Linked DNA regions of Mus musculus: regions 2, 3, 4 and 5 are each linked to region 1. Evidence: chromatin contacts called from public ChIA-PET, HiChIP or PLAC-seq and promoter capture Hi-C data. All regions are on one chromosome and are shown on one strand. Each heading gives the region's core, a stretch centred on a gene start, on an enhancer-like site or on the middle of the called end of the contact. The rest is flanking DNA. Distances are from core to core; before and after follow the strand shown. Region 1 holds the start of Gbf1 (golgi-specific brefeldin A-resistance factor 1). Region 2 holds the start of Sfxn2 (sideroflexin 2). Region 3 has its middle 27 kb from the start of Trim8. Region 4 holds the start of Oga (O-GlcNAcase). Region 5 overlaps Sufu (SUFU negative regulator of hedgehog signaling).

Region 1 (2,607 bases), core at 51-2,550:
TGAGGATAACCTTGAATGTCAGGGCTAACCCTCGTGTTTCCATCTCCCAAGTAGGGAATAATTACAGATGTGGACCAACATGCCCAGTTTATGAAGTGCTAGGGACTGAACTCAAGGACTCCATACATGCAAGGCAAACACTCAACCAGCTACGTCTCCCTCCAGCCCTTTTCATGATTTTTCACCTACTAAAAATAAATAGACCACCAGGACCAAGCCTTATCAGTATTCAAACCCCTCTTAACTCTCAATCAAATGTGTCACAAAAGAGTGGCTGCCTTGGGATCAAACCTCATATCCTTAAAAAGAAGGGAGTTACAGTGGGTAAATGCCTACCCATAACACACACCTAAAGAGTTTAAGGCAGAAGGAGGTGGATCTTTGTAAATCCAAGGCCAGCCTGGTCTACATAGTGAATTCCAGAAAAACCAGAGCTACACAGAAAGAACCTGACTCAAAAAGAAAGAAAGGTGTTTACATGCAGACCCCTGGTGACAGCTGAGCTATCCTGTAAAAGCAAGATCTTACAGGCCAGGTTCTCAGGCGGCTGCCTCCAGTCTTCTATGCCTTCTGACTACCTAATCCAAACTGAGCTGGCTCATCTTTCAGGATTAATGGGGCGCTTCAGTTGTGCTAGGACGCAGTCACCCCGAAGTGACAGATGTACAGAATCTGAAAAGATTCACTCTCTAAACCCTGAAACCATCCTTAATTTTGCTTTCAGATGTTGAGGACTTTAGGGTGCAGAAGGGTCTGAAAAAGAAGAGCTGCAGGCCAGATTATGCCTAGGGAAAACAAACAAACAAACAAACAAAAACAAAAACAGATTCTAGCATCCACCGAGTCACAGGTGGAGCTGAAACACCCCTCGGGGACAAGGGTCTGACCTTTGGCCCCTGCACACCTCCCAACTCCCTCTCACATCAGTCCTCTGGGTTTACTTCTTCCCACTAAGCCCATCGCCCAGGCCGCTTCGCCCAACCGAAGGACCCTTCCTCCTTATTCTTGATGGCAACGTCAGGAGGCCCTCACGACGCTGGAACTCTAAGAAGAGACTTCGCTGACCTGTCAGCGGATCCAAAATGGCGGGGCCTAGTCCCAGAACCGGCGGCAGCCGCAGCTCATGTCCAGCCTGGCCCCGGAGGCGTCTCCCGGCCGCTCTCCCGGCGCCGGCGGCGAGTGAGAGAAGGGAAGGATCCTGTCTTCTGGAAGGCAACCCTAACTTCAGGGTGAGACCTCACTGCAGGCTGGAGTAAGTGGGCCGGGACGCTCGGTGGTGCCGGCTACCTTCCCTGTCAGCTCACTGACGTGGTAACTAGCCTCAGTCTAGCCCGCTGCCTGGTAACTGCGAGAGTCCTGCCGCGCTCAGCCAATCAGAGCGTGGCACTCTGAAAAGTGGCATTCCGACTATCCAATCGAAGAAAGAAATTAGCTCTGGGAGGCGTGCAATGCCCAAAGAGACCAGATTACAAGGGAAAGAAGAGTAGGTAGGGGACAGCCAACGGATACGAGGATTCTCTGACTGACAGTTACAGAAGCCAATAAACAATGAAAAATTGTGCTGGGCGGTTGAAGAGGTGGGGTCAGATAGGGTTCGGTTGCAGTGCGCTGTTTAGCAGTGGCTGCTGGGCATCCTGGGCAGGAAGGCTATGATTTGCTGGAAAGGGGGCGGGGTCCGTTTTGAGAGCTTGAGCGGGCGACCCTACTCCCCCAACTTCATCCTACCAAAGTCACCTGGGCTTTACTACTTTAGGGATCGCTCTCTTTCCAGGCAGGTCTGGGGTTGAAACGCGTTCCTAAATCCGGCCCGTGCAATCTTGCCTACGCCCTCCTGTCTTCTGTGCCCCACTTGGGTATATGTGCCTGTCTCATCCTAACTCTGATTTTTGCATTTTCTACTCCATTCCTACCATCCAGAAATAGAGAAAATGGTAGCAGAAATCTTGGATACCTAATTAGAGTATCCTCATTTTCCAGACGTGGAAAGAGTTCTACCGAGGAAAGCTGGATCCATGCATAGCAGAGAAAAACATACACCTACCCCAGCCAATTCGGTGCGGAGAGTAAGGGGCATGGGGGTACTTAATACTTCTTTTTAAAAAGAAAGAATTTGTCTATTTTAAGATAATGCTCTTAGCCACTAAACCATCTCTCCAGCCTCCCTCAATACTTGGTATACCTTACTCCATAGGGCTATATGACTCTCAGTTCAGCCCTTCCTATTAAGCCTTGGACAAATCTTAATGAACGATTGGTGGAGGTGTATGAGGATCAAGTCTGAGGGCCTAATCTCACACCATTAGTCCACATCGTTAACAAAAAGAAGAAGAAGAAGAAGAAGAAGAAGAAGAAGAAGAAGAAGAAGAAGAAGAAGAAGAAGAAGAAGAAGAAGAAGAAGAAGAGGAAGAAGAGGAAGAAGAGGAAGAAGAAGAAGAAGAAGAAGAAGAAGAAGAAGAAGAAGAAGAAGAAGAAGAAGAAGAAGAAGAAGAAGAAGAAGAAGAAGATGATGATGATGATGATGATGATTTCCCATTTTCCTTCGAAATGCGGACAGGTGAGACTGGAAAGGAAGCTTAGCAGTTAAGTGTGCTTGCTGCTCTTCCAGAA
Region 2 (2,607 bases), core at 68-2,567, 420 kb before region 1:
ACTTGGTTGTAAAAAAGACCTGAAAGCTTCGCACTATGTACCCAGTGCCCAGAAGTACCCAGGAAGGAGGCAGTCCTGTGCAAATTTAGGGCCAGTATGGTCTACATAGTTTTGTTCCAGGCCAGCCAGAGTTCCATAGTAAGACTCTCAAAACAACAACGACAACAAACCTGAAAACCCATACTGGAAAAATCTGCCTTTGTTTAAGTAATGGCAACTAGGTTGGTGAAAGAGGTAACGCCTGAACCCCAGATTAAACTATTGATAATAATAATAATATGTCACCCTTTCTTTGCGACAGGAATTGCTCTCTATGTACGTGACATACATGGACCTGTAAGATAGATAACAGGTAAACACACATCAACAGACTTCCAGAGATACCACTTCTACCTAAACTATGAGCTGTTGGAAGAGTTCTCTGCTTATTAACAGGTATAAACAGCTCTGAGGTGTGGGGTGTAGTGTATGTAGGTCGGTGGCAGAGTGCTTGCCTACCCTGTACAAACCCCTGCATTCTGAGTTCAGTCCCCGGGGGCAAACAGCACTCCTACCTGGGCCACAGTGTTTACAAGCAACACTATAAAATAGTTTACAAGTAAAAAAAAAAAATAGTTTACAAGTTAGTTCAAGTCCGGACTCTTATCATCTACAATAACCGATTTCTAGGGTTGTAAGGAAATTAAACCTCATATAAAAAAAAACATTCCACTAGGAAGAATGCAATTTCCACGAAGGCAGGTTGTCGGGAACCAACATGCCACAAAGGTCCTGTGGTCGGCCCTGGGCGTGAGAGGAGCGGGAGGTAGCGCTTGCAGTCTAACCCGGTTTAGCAAAATCCAGCAGATCCCAAACAATCTAACACTCCCGCTGCCAGCTAACCTCAATGCTAGGGACCGGTCCCCAACCTCCCTATCTCTCGCCCTCTCTCAGGCGACCTCCCCCAACACAGTACAAATCACCTATCCTGGATTCTAACAAGAATGTGGAGATAGAGACGTAGCCGCAACTCCTGAGCCCTAAAGCCTGGCACCCGAAGACAACCGGGGTCAGAAGGGAAGAATCCATTGGAGCCCTGGTGGGTCCCTCCGGCCACGCGGCTTCTGCAGATGCAAGTCCAGCACGCAGCGCCTGGCAGCCGCAACAGAGCAGAACCACGCTCCCTTCGGAGGCGCGGGGATTAGGAGTAGCTGTGCATTTGGCTGCACTTGCGAACTCTTACCTGGTCCCAGAGGGATGCACCCCGCGACTGCCACCAGGCGAAGCTGACCAGGAAAGCAGAACTGAAGTGTCGCGGCTAGGCCCGGGAACCACCCCCTCGCCCTACGCCCCCACTTCCGACCAATCAGAGGCCACAGGCTCCGGCCAGCCACGTGGGCGGCTTTGCACCTCCCGCTGGGTCGCTCACCAGCCCGCCCCGCCCTCCCGCCCCTCCCGAGACCGCCTGCGCAATGGGCGGGCGCTTTGGCGCGCTTGCGCACTTTGGGTAGAGAGGAGCAGAACCCCGCCCCATCCCGCTGCTCCGTTCCTCCGCTGTGCGTGCGAGGGACGTCAGGGGCGGCGCCGCAGCAGTTACCCCTGGTAACGGGGGAGGCAGGAGGAGGAGGCGGAGGAGGAGGAGGAGGGACTCGGCTTGAGGATGGTGAGTGTGGGGGCCCTGGCCCCTCCAGAGCTGACCAGTCACCCCCCCTCCTTTCACCAGTCCCAGGGCGGGGCGCTGCGCGTAAAGCCGAGGAGGACGTGGGATGGGGCTCGCCTTGATCTTTGGGGTTCTAGATCGGTTTCAGGGGCGAAGGAGGAGCCCCTAAAGTGGGCCTGGAGGGAGGCCTAGGCCTGGAGAGAAAAGAGGGGTTTGCGATAGATTCGAGGCATGGAGTGCTTGGCTAGCGGGGAAGCCTGGGCACCATCATCTTTCTAGGGACTGGGATGAAGGCGACTCTAGAGCTGCGGAGATCAGACCAAGCTCTCAGATCTTACTGCAGAGTCGACCTCTCGGCGCCTCGGGACTGTGGGGTTCATCTGAGAACCAGCCAAAAGTGGGAGAGGCGCGGCTCTACTGTCTTTGAGATCACCCTGGCAGCACCAGGGAGCTGTAACCTGGCTTTCCTAGATGCTCGCGTCTCTGAGTGAGAGGTGTGTAGGGAGTAAGTCCCAGGACAATAAGAGGTACCGCTGGGAATGGATGTCTCTGTGGTGGGTGCGCTCCTGCAGTCCCAACTTAATCGCTGAAAGTTCTGCGAAGAAATAATGGTTGTTGATGAGCGATTTTTTGCTCCGTATTTATTCCATGTAGATAGAAGCAAATTAACCTCCCGTGTCCTAGCTTTTCCTTCAAATTTGCAGTGTCCTTTTGCCTGAGGCCACAGGAGGACCAAAGGTCTTCACCTCAAACTAAAAAGAATGAACAATAGAAAGTGAGCATCAATTTGAAGCAAGCCTTGTCTCCGTTAACCTTAATTAAGGCTTTTCCAAAGTGTATGATGTGTGACAGATTTTTGACCAGAAACACTCGGTTCCTTGTTGATTTTTTAAAATCGTTATTTTATTTAATGTATATGTATGGGTGTTTAGCCTGAATGTATGTTTGTGCTCCACGTGTGTGCCTGG
Region 3 (2,607 bases), core at 74-2,573, 380 kb before region 1:
AAAAATAAATGCAGCTGTGCCATGAACCTGCTCCACTGAGAAAAGCCAGGCAGATCGATTCTGAGAAGAGATCAATTCTTACAGAGCTGGCAACTAGACGGTGTGGGAAGGATCTGCTGCAGGCTGAGAGCATGGGCTGGGCCCCTCCCCCCCCCCCAAAGCCACTCGTCCCATGCTGCGCTCTTCTACCCCTTTCCAGCAACCCTGTTGTGGTCTGATCAGAAGGGATGGTACCCCCCTCCCATTCGTTCCCCCACTGCCAAAGGAGTTTGCCTGAGCCCTCAGAAATCCCAGCCTCAAACCCTGAAAGCAGACCAGGGCATAGCCTGCTCCTGAATTCAACTGTTCTGGGCAAGAGCTCAGGGCTTTTCAGAGGATAAATAAGAGGCTATCCAATGCCTGGTAGGGCCAGGGAGGCCAGCTGCCTTCTCATCCTGGGAGGTGGCCCTTTCCAAGCCCACCACGGTGTGGTGGCAAAGACAGGAAGTGCCACAGAAGTCCCTGCTCCATGGTACCCAGCTTATTCTGGACTCTGGAGAGGGAGAAACTTGGACAGTTTGAAAGGTGGCCAGGAGGAAAGCTATCAACAAAGGCTGGGGAGAGGTGTGGGGTAGCAGTGCACAGGCACGGGCCTGTAAAGACTTGCAAGACAAAAGAAGGTGAGGTTTTTAAACCTCAGCTAGTTAGCCCGCCGCCTCTCCCATCGACTTCTCTAACTCACCCGAATCCCTCTAGCTTTGAAGGGTGGCAAACAGCTATAAAGCATCGGAAATGCCCCATCTCAGGCCACCAGATGTAGCTTTGGCCCTTGAGACTTGCTTTTCCTTACAAATATGCTTCAGGATGTTGTCTGGGGGGCTGGAAGCCTGCTTTGAAGTCCAGTTTTGGAATGCTGCACCAGGGGACTCTCTCTGACTTTGGAAGAGCTTGAGTTGTAATGCATTTTTGGTCTCTTACCACCAACTAAAGGAACTGTTCTAAACAGCCCCGACCCCCACCCATACCCCCACCCCCCGGCTCCAGCTCATAGGCAGAGCGACTTGCCCTGCTCTGATCGCTGTCTCTGTAAATGTCCGCATTTGCTTCCCAGCTAGAGACACCAGAGACAACTGTGGTTGTCACAGGCTTTTATCTTCCCTGTGAGCCCTGTTGAACCCTCCGGGGGCTCCGGGGATAAATGAATGGAGCCTGAAAACTGCAGTTTGAAAGCTCCCATTTGTAAAACCAGAATGCTTGTAAAGTCCCGTTTCCTTCTGCCGTGCCACCCCTGCCCCCTGTGGCCATGGCCAGAGAACAGAGTCTGAAGCTAGAAAGGGCATGCTCCGCCCCTGTGCCTCCCCCCCCATCCCAGTGAGCCCTGGTAAGACTTTTGCTCTGCGCACCATTGCTTCTGAATGTTCAGGGGGCGAGGGCCGAGGCCAGAGGGCAGGCAAAGTCCACAGTGTATACTCCAAGCAGTTGTGGGAAAAACCGAGCCCTGCTCTCACCCTCCCTGTGTGGCTCCTTTTGGCTGGATTCCCTTCGCCCAGTGCAATACACCCTTTCCCCTTCGCTCTCCCTTGGTTACTATGGAAACAAGGGTGTCATTGATGTGGGGCTGAGCTGGGGAACATGTCGGTGCACAGCTGAAAGTCAGCGATTATGCCGGTGGTTCGCTCTGCCCGGTAGAAAAGTCCACAGCCTGAGATGCTGCAGAAGGACAGTCTTACCGAAGCCCTCCCCCACACTTCCCTCCCTCCCTCTGTCCCCTGTCTCTGACGATTTCTTTATTCCCCTCCGGACTAAAGTGGTGGCTATTTTTATGCCAGTCCGTGCCCCACCCTCACTGTTGGCCGCTCCTTATCCGGCCTGGGCCTGGAGAGAGTGACACCATGTCACCCTCACCAGGCCCAGTGTCTCCATTCCCTTCCACAGTGCGCTTTGATTCCCCCCTCCCTCTCCTTTTCGGGATGCTTCTTCCTTTATTTTTAGCTCTGCTCTCCATGTGGTTTCGGGGTTCGGTGTGATCCATCGGAAGGTTCTTTTTTTTTTTTTTTTTTAGTCCCTTTTGAAAATGATAATCAAAGGAAGGGACGCGGTGTTTGGTCACGTGGAAAGCTCAATGTATAATTTAGACGTCTGTCAAAAAAACGCAACAAATAAAATGTAGCTGCAACGAAGGCGGTCTTGGAGTGGATTGTGATCTCTGCTGGAACTCCAAGAGGGCCTAAGCAGCTTTGCCCTTTTGGAGGTTAGGTTTCCTCAAGGGAGGGCTGTTTTCAGAAAAAAAACACCACCACCAGGTGATATGAAAACCACCACCACCGCCATTGCTGCAGCAGCAGCAGCCACCCGCCTCACCTTACCCCTAGCCCCATGCACCTCCTGCGTAACTAGGCAGCACTAAGCCCACTTTGCAGTGGAAGAAACAGAGAGGCCTTTGCCTCAGCTAAGGAATTTGCCAGCATCACAGCTCCTGTAAGGATTGGTGGAGCCAGAAACCTAGGTCCCCTGCTGTCTCTAAAGGAAAAAAAAAAAAAAAAAAAAAAAACAAAAAACAAAGAAACAGTACCACAGCCCACTTCAGTCCCAGCCCTCACCTCCTGCCTGTTCAGCAGCTGCCTCCCA
Region 4 (2,607 bases), core at 50-2,549, 370 kb after region 1:
GGGTTGCAGACCCCTTCAGCTCCTTGGGTGCTTTCTCTAGCTTCTCCATTGGGGGCCCTGTGTTCCATTTTATAGACTGTAAGCATCCACTTCTGTATTTGCCAGGCACTGGCATAGCCTCATACAAGAGACAGCTATAACAGGGTTCCTTCAGCAAAATCTTTCTGGCATATGCAATAGTTTGACTACTTTCTTAACATTGAACATGAGAGGTTTGTTCCCAAACAGGGCAGATTTTTTTTTTTTTTTTTTTTTTTTAGTCTTTTTGAGACAGGGTTTCTCTGTATAGCCCTGGCTATCCTGGAACTCACTTTGTAGACCAGGCTGGCCTGGAACTCAGAAATCCGCCTGCCTCTGCCTCCCAAGCGCTGGGATTAAAGGTGCGCCACCATCGCCTGGCTGGCAGATCCCTTAAGGAACCAAAATGTCAAGTGTACTCTGAGGCAAGCCCTTAGAGTACAGGAGGCAAGCCCTTAGAGGCAGGGTTTCCTTGGAAATGCTGATGCTAAGGCTAAAAGGGTCATGTCCCTTACGCACACCGCACACTCTCCATCGCCATAACAAACTCGCCTTCCACTCTCTTCTACTTTTATTAGACGTTTGTTTTCCCTGTGCTTGGAATGCAGTCTTTCTTCTCCATACGTAGTCTGGTGAATTTCATACCACAGCCTCTCCCAAAACAAACGTAGGGCTCAATCAGGCAGAGACGTAACAGCAGGTTTTAACCATATTATGAGGTCATAATGGTCCCAACAGCCCAGGATGAGGCAAACTCAATAAAACAGTTGACTGCTCAATTTAAAACACGGTTAACTCCGAAGACAGGATAGAAGAAACAATGAGTCAGGACAGAGGCGTGAGCTGAGCTCCTTGGCATGGTGTCTTCACAGAAGCAGACGTGGGTCAGGCAGCCCCGATGAGCCAAACTGGTACAACAATCTCCAAAGTAGGTCAGTGTCTCCTACCACTTTAAGAACTAGAAGTATCGTCCCGGCGCCTGCGCATTGAGAGGGTAAACACCTCCTTTCCGCCCCCCCCCCCCCCCTTCCTCCCAAACTCCCCGGCCGGCCGCATTCTCCCATGTTCCCCTCCTCCGGGTGGGGTAATGGTCCGACCCAGAGTGTGGCGCTCATCCCGGAGGGTGGCGAGCCAAAATGGTACGTCCCACCGCCGCACACCTCCGCGGTGTTCACGGCGCCCTTTGTCCTTTTTCTCCCCTAGCAAATAAAGCGCAATGGGCTTATCCCAAGGAAAGGCGGGGGAGCCGGGCTGGGGACCGGTCTGAGCCGGTCTGTAGCGCAGGCGCAGTGCGGATAAACAGGAAGCGGGCGGCAGAGGCAGCGGCAGGAGCTGCTTAGGGACTCCGGTGGGGGAAGAGAGCCGGAGACGCCGGGCTGTCCGGAGGGCGGCGGGCGTGGAGGACGAGCGAAGGCGCCTCCTCGGTCCTCCTTCCGTGGAGACGCGGCGGCTGCCTCGCCCTCCGCTTAGGCTCCCGGCTCCCAGCGCGGGGCGAGGCAGCGGCTGACAAAGGGCTCGAGCCGGTGCCGCCGCCCTTCTCATCCGGGCACTCCGGGCCCCCGCCGAGAGGAAGGGGGAAGGGCGGAGGGGGAGGGGAAGGAGCCCCGGAGGCGCGCGTTCGGAGCCGCGGCCCCTTTGCAGGGCTCCGGGCCTTTGGCCCAACGGACCGAGGCCGAAGGGGAGCGGTGGCCGGCGGCAGGAGGATGGTGCAGAAGGAGAGCCAGGCGGCGCTGGAGGAGCGGGAGAGCGAGCGCAACGCCAACCCTGCCGCCGCCTCGGGGGCTTCGTTGGAGCAGTCGGTAGCTCCCGCCCCCGGAGAAGATAACCCATCGGGAGCCGGGGCTGCGGCCGTGGTCGGGGCGGCCGGAGGGGCCCGCAGGTTCCTGTGCGGTGTCGTGGAAGGTGAGTTGGCCTTCCAGTCCCGCGTAGGTGTTCAGCCTCCGTCCCCGGGAGGGGCGTGCTGGTGACTTTTCCCGCAGTTCCCCGCCCCCAGGACGGGAGGCGTCCGTCATTGCTCACACGGGGTTACGGGGAGGAGACAGACGGTGGGCACACTTCTTTACCCTCCGCTATGTCACGGCTTCGGCGACTCCGGGCTATGGAGGAGCCTGACCCCACCCTCCTCTGGCTTAGAGCCACACAGATTTGTCGGAGGAGGAGGCGGTGGCAAGGAAGGAGCCTGTGGTCCGGCTGTGGGCTTCACTTCTTTGTACCTTGGGATCTTAGTCCGCAGAGATGCCTGCTTTCAGTTGAAATTTGTGCAGCGCTCCCATCCCCCGCCCCTATCCTTGTAAGGGGAAAAAAAATCAGCCCTCACAGGCACGTTTTTACCCGTGAAGGAGCGCAGTCAGCTTATTATATTACAGATTCCTTCAGGCTTAGGAAATTGTTTTGTTTTTATTTTTATTTATTTATTTTTGTTAGCCTGTAAGCCTCCTTCACCTCTTAAGACTCACTTGTAGCCCAGAAAAGTATCATCCTTTAACAATTGCTGTTTTTTTGACTTGGGAGTGTGTGTAAATACCAGTATATCATATCTCAGAGCATCTGTTATGTGGAGTTAGAATTCAGTGAAAGTCTTAATTTCTG
Region 5 (2,607 bases), core at 54-2,553, 300 kb before region 1:
GAGGATCTCTGGAGACTTCAGGTAAATGGAGGTCAGGATAGTTCCTTGCCCACCTCAGCAGACTGTACAGCCTCAGGGGTGGGGAGTGGGGGGGGGGGTGCCTCTGTGACAGCACAGTAACACAAAGGCCCGTTACTTAAAAATAAAGTACCAGAAGTAGGAGGAGCACATGCGTGTAATCCCAGCATCAAGAGGGAAGGCAAGAGGACAACTGAGTTGAGGCTAGCCTGGGCTACCTGCCAACAACAAAAACCCAAACAGAACATGTCTATGGCAGCAAACCCTTAGGGAACATTCCCATGTGGTATAAGTCACCCCCAAACCTGTCTCTTGTCATGAACACTCAGCACGCGTGGCTTTAACCAGTTCACATGCAACCACAGGTGCCCAGGCTGGCCCCCAATTCCCTATGCAGCCGAGGATGACCTCAAACTCTGAACCTCCTACTTTCATCTCCAAGTGTTGAGGCTACAGACATGTGTCACCATACCCAGTTGTGGATTCCTTTTTAAAATGTGTATGACTGTTTTGACTGCATGTTTGTTTGTGTTCTACTTAGGTGTTTGGGTCCTGAGGATATCAGAAGAGGTACCAGGTCCTCTGGATATGAACTTTTAGACATTTGTGAGCTGCGATGTGGGTGCTGGGAATCCAATCTGGGTCCTCTGGACGAGCAGACAGTGCTTTTAACCACTGAGCTATTTCTCTAGCCCCGACCACGCCCAGTTTCCTGTGATGCTGGAGACACAGCGCAGGGCACTGGGCAAGCTAGCTGAGCGAGCTCCATCCCCAGCTCCCCTCCGTTTCTTTTCCTTGAACACATGCAAGGACCCGAATGCTCACATTTCACCCAGTTCCACATCTTAGAGCTCATTCACACCTGCTTGCACAGAGCCTCCTTTGCTGAAGGTCTGTGGCCTATGTCAAGGCAGAACACGTCACACATGCCAGGCACGCGTGCACACAGCAGCCCAAGCCCAGAAGTTTCTGCCCTCACTTGCCTTGACTGTCTTGTCTTGCTCTGAACTCTAATTCCTTCCTGTGTCACCTAACATTACCCAACCATCTTTCCCAGGCAGATGCAGGCTCGGGGAGTTGCCAACACTTCCACAGTGTTCATTCAGGAGGGGAGGGAGAATGCTCCTCCAGGGGACCAGAGGAGTGACAGGGAGGAGAGGGCGGAGCTCCTGAGAAAGCCTTAAGTTCCTGGACTCCTGCTTACATACTCCTGCTTACACACTCCTGAATCTCCCCCTCTTCACTGCCATGTCTATAACCAGCATGCCCCCCCACGCATACACATGCAGATATCATATTACACTTGCAATAATCCTGAGCCCCACCTCTCTCCTTTTCCTGCCATGTCTATAATCAGCATGCCTCCCCCAAACGCACGCACACGCAGGTATCATATTACATATGCAATAATAAAAATTGAAAGAAAAGAGAGAATCAGGGTCACATAGTTTACAGGAAGCTTGGCTTACATGAGATCCTATCTGTAGGAATAAAGATGAAAAGACAGAACAGAACAAAACAACACAACACTAGTGTCTCTGAGACTTGGAAAAACATGTCACAAAATTCAACGCAGACAAAACCAAACCAAAACAAACCACTGAAACTTGGCCTAGATGGGCGCTTCTCATTCTGGGAGAGGACTCTAAAAACCTGCAGCTGATAGATATTATGCTCAACGGTAAACCAAAGACTCATTTCCTTCTTCCATCAAGAGCAAGACAAATGTTTTCTAAATATGAACAAGGTTCTAAGCTCATCTCCTGGAACTGAAGATAAACACAGAAACAAGACAAGAGACAGAAAACAGAGGTGACGGGCTCGGCCTCCCCAGGCCGCTGCCTGTCAGTCCAGTGCACTATTGAGAATCAGACTCAGGGCCTCAACATGCACGAGGCTAGTGCTCCACAGAGAGCCCATTTTTGCCAGCCTGGTTTCAAGCTATAAAGCTACAGTATCAAAGTGAGTAGAGTCTGGCACAGGCGAGGCACTGGATCAGAAAGCACAGTTGGGAGCACTGAAATAAAGCTGCACACTGATGGCCATTCATCTTGACAATGGAGCCAAGACACTCAAGAGGAGGGGAGGGGGGAGTCTTTCCAGCAAATGGTGCTGGAACAACGGGCTATCCAAATTCAAAGGACTCGAATTGGAACTCTTCCTTATACCATAAACAAAAATTGACTCAAAATAGATCATAGACCTAACTGTGATAGTTAAAACTGCAAAACACTTAGAAGAAAACAAAGATGTGTCAGATTAGGCGCTGGTTCCCTGGATGTAACACCAAAGGCACAAACAACAGTGGACAGACAGATTGAGCTTCATCAAAATTAAAGCCATTTTGTGCTGTAGCCATCGCCATCAGGAAAGAAAAAGAAATGCAAATCAAATCACGCCCACTTTACATCTATTAGAATGGTAATTGTAAACAATAACAAAAACAAATCCAGAAATGACAAGTATTGGTGCCTGATGTGGAGAAATTAGAGCCCTTGTACCCTGCTGGTGGCGATGTCAAATGGTACAGCTGCTATGGAAACAGTATAGCAGGTCCTCAAAACCTAAAAAACCCAGAATTACCACATG

What was found. Promoter capture Hi-C pulls out the DNA fragments that hold promoters and counts their contacts. ChIA-PET counts read pairs in DNA pulled down with a chosen protein or histone mark. HiChIP or PLAC-seq counts read pairs in DNA pulled down with a chosen protein or histone mark.
Region 2: a contact with region 1 is called in an HNF4G HiChIP or PLAC-seq map of pancreatic cancer cells. The contact joins the promoter of Sfxn2 here to the promoter of Gbf1 in region 1. A contact is called at or near these places in 1 of 39 promoter capture datasets (maxillary cranial neural crest), 2 of 484 Hi-C or Micro-C datasets (CD4 T cells and regulatory T cells), 1 of 115 datasets of contacts at active chromatin or transcription factors (pancreatic cancer cells) and 2 of 9 other capture datasets (adipose tissue and liver).
Region 3: a FOXA1 HiChIP or PLAC-seq map of pancreatic cancer cells shows a contact between it and region 1. The contact joins the enhancer-like site here to the promoter of Gbf1 in region 1. A contact is called at or near these places in 1 of 39 promoter capture datasets (stem cell-derived epiblast-like cells), 1 of 484 Hi-C or Micro-C datasets (embryonic fibroblasts) and 4 of 115 datasets of contacts at active chromatin or transcription factors (the SCID.adh cell line, bone marrow-derived macrophages, microglia and 1 more).
Region 4: an RNA polymerase II ChIA-PET map of memory CD8 T cells shows a contact between it and region 1, with 40 read pairs. The contact joins the promoter of Oga here to the promoter of Gbf1 in region 1. A contact is called at or near these places in 5 of 39 promoter capture datasets (the 3T3-L1 cell line, embryonic stem cells, hematopoietic stem and progenitor cells and 1 more), 1 of 484 Hi-C or Micro-C datasets (embryonic stem cells), 3 of 115 datasets of contacts at active chromatin or transcription factors (memory CD8 T cells, pancreatic cancer cells and thymic regulatory T cells) and 3 of 9 other capture datasets (adipose tissue, liver and pancreatic islet).
Region 5: a contact with region 1 is called in a promoter capture Hi-C map of the HPC-7 cell line, with 2.8 times the contacts expected there. The contact joins the enhancer-like site here to the promoter of Gbf1 in region 1. A contact is called at or near these places in 15 of 39 promoter capture datasets (3T3-L1-derived adipocytes, the C10 cell line, the HPC-7 cell line and 7 more), 7 of 484 Hi-C or Micro-C datasets (the CH12 cell line, the G1E-ER4 cell line, double positive thymocytes and 4 more), 6 of 115 datasets of contacts at active chromatin or transcription factors (the 230-238 cell line, the HPC-7 cell line, the SCID.adh cell line and 3 more) and 1 of 9 other capture datasets (liver).

Annotation. Positions count from the first base shown.
Region 1 is chr19:46,151,251-46,153,857 of GRCm38.p6, reverse strand. It overlaps Gbf1 (golgi-specific brefeldin A-resistance factor 1), which reads right to left and starts at 1,300. Exons shown (of 40, transcript NM_178930.3): 1 at 1,066-1,300.
Region 2 is chr19:46,572,075-46,574,681 of GRCm38.p6, reverse strand. Sfxn2 (sideroflexin 2) reads right to left here and starts at 1,317. Exons shown (of 12, transcript NM_053196.3): 1 at 1,223-1,317. It overlaps Arl3 (ADP-ribosylation factor-like 3), which reads left to right and starts at 1,500. Exons shown (of 6, transcript NM_019718.3): 1 at 1,500-1,642. The coding sequence starts at 1,640.
Region 3 is chr19:46,527,812-46,530,418 of GRCm38.p6, reverse strand. No RefSeq gene overlaps it. Among named protein-coding and RNA genes, the nearest start is that of Trim8, 27 kb to the right of the region's middle. Within about 2 kb of position 1,323, at least 207 of the 459 cell types and tissues checked have an H3K27ac peak or open chromatin away from gene starts, as enhancers often do. A contact at or near this core is called in the SCID.adh cell line, bone marrow-derived macrophages, embryonic fibroblasts and 1 more, where this site is marked.
Region 4 is chr19:45,782,245-45,784,851 of GRCm38.p6, reverse strand. It overlaps Oga (O-GlcNAcase), which reads left to right and starts at 1,299. Exons shown (of 16, transcript NM_023799.4): 1 at 1,299-1,920. The coding sequence starts at 1,722.
Region 5 is chr19:46,446,712-46,449,318 of GRCm38.p6, reverse strand. The region is part of intron 3 of Sufu (SUFU negative regulator of hedgehog signaling); the gene reads right to left. Among named protein-coding and RNA genes, the nearest start is that of Sufu, 51 kb to the right of the region's middle. Within about 2 kb of position 1,303, at least 68 of the 459 cell types and tissues checked have an H3K27ac peak or open chromatin away from gene starts, as enhancers often do. A contact at or near this core is called in the G1E-ER4 cell line and the HPC-7 cell line, where this site is marked.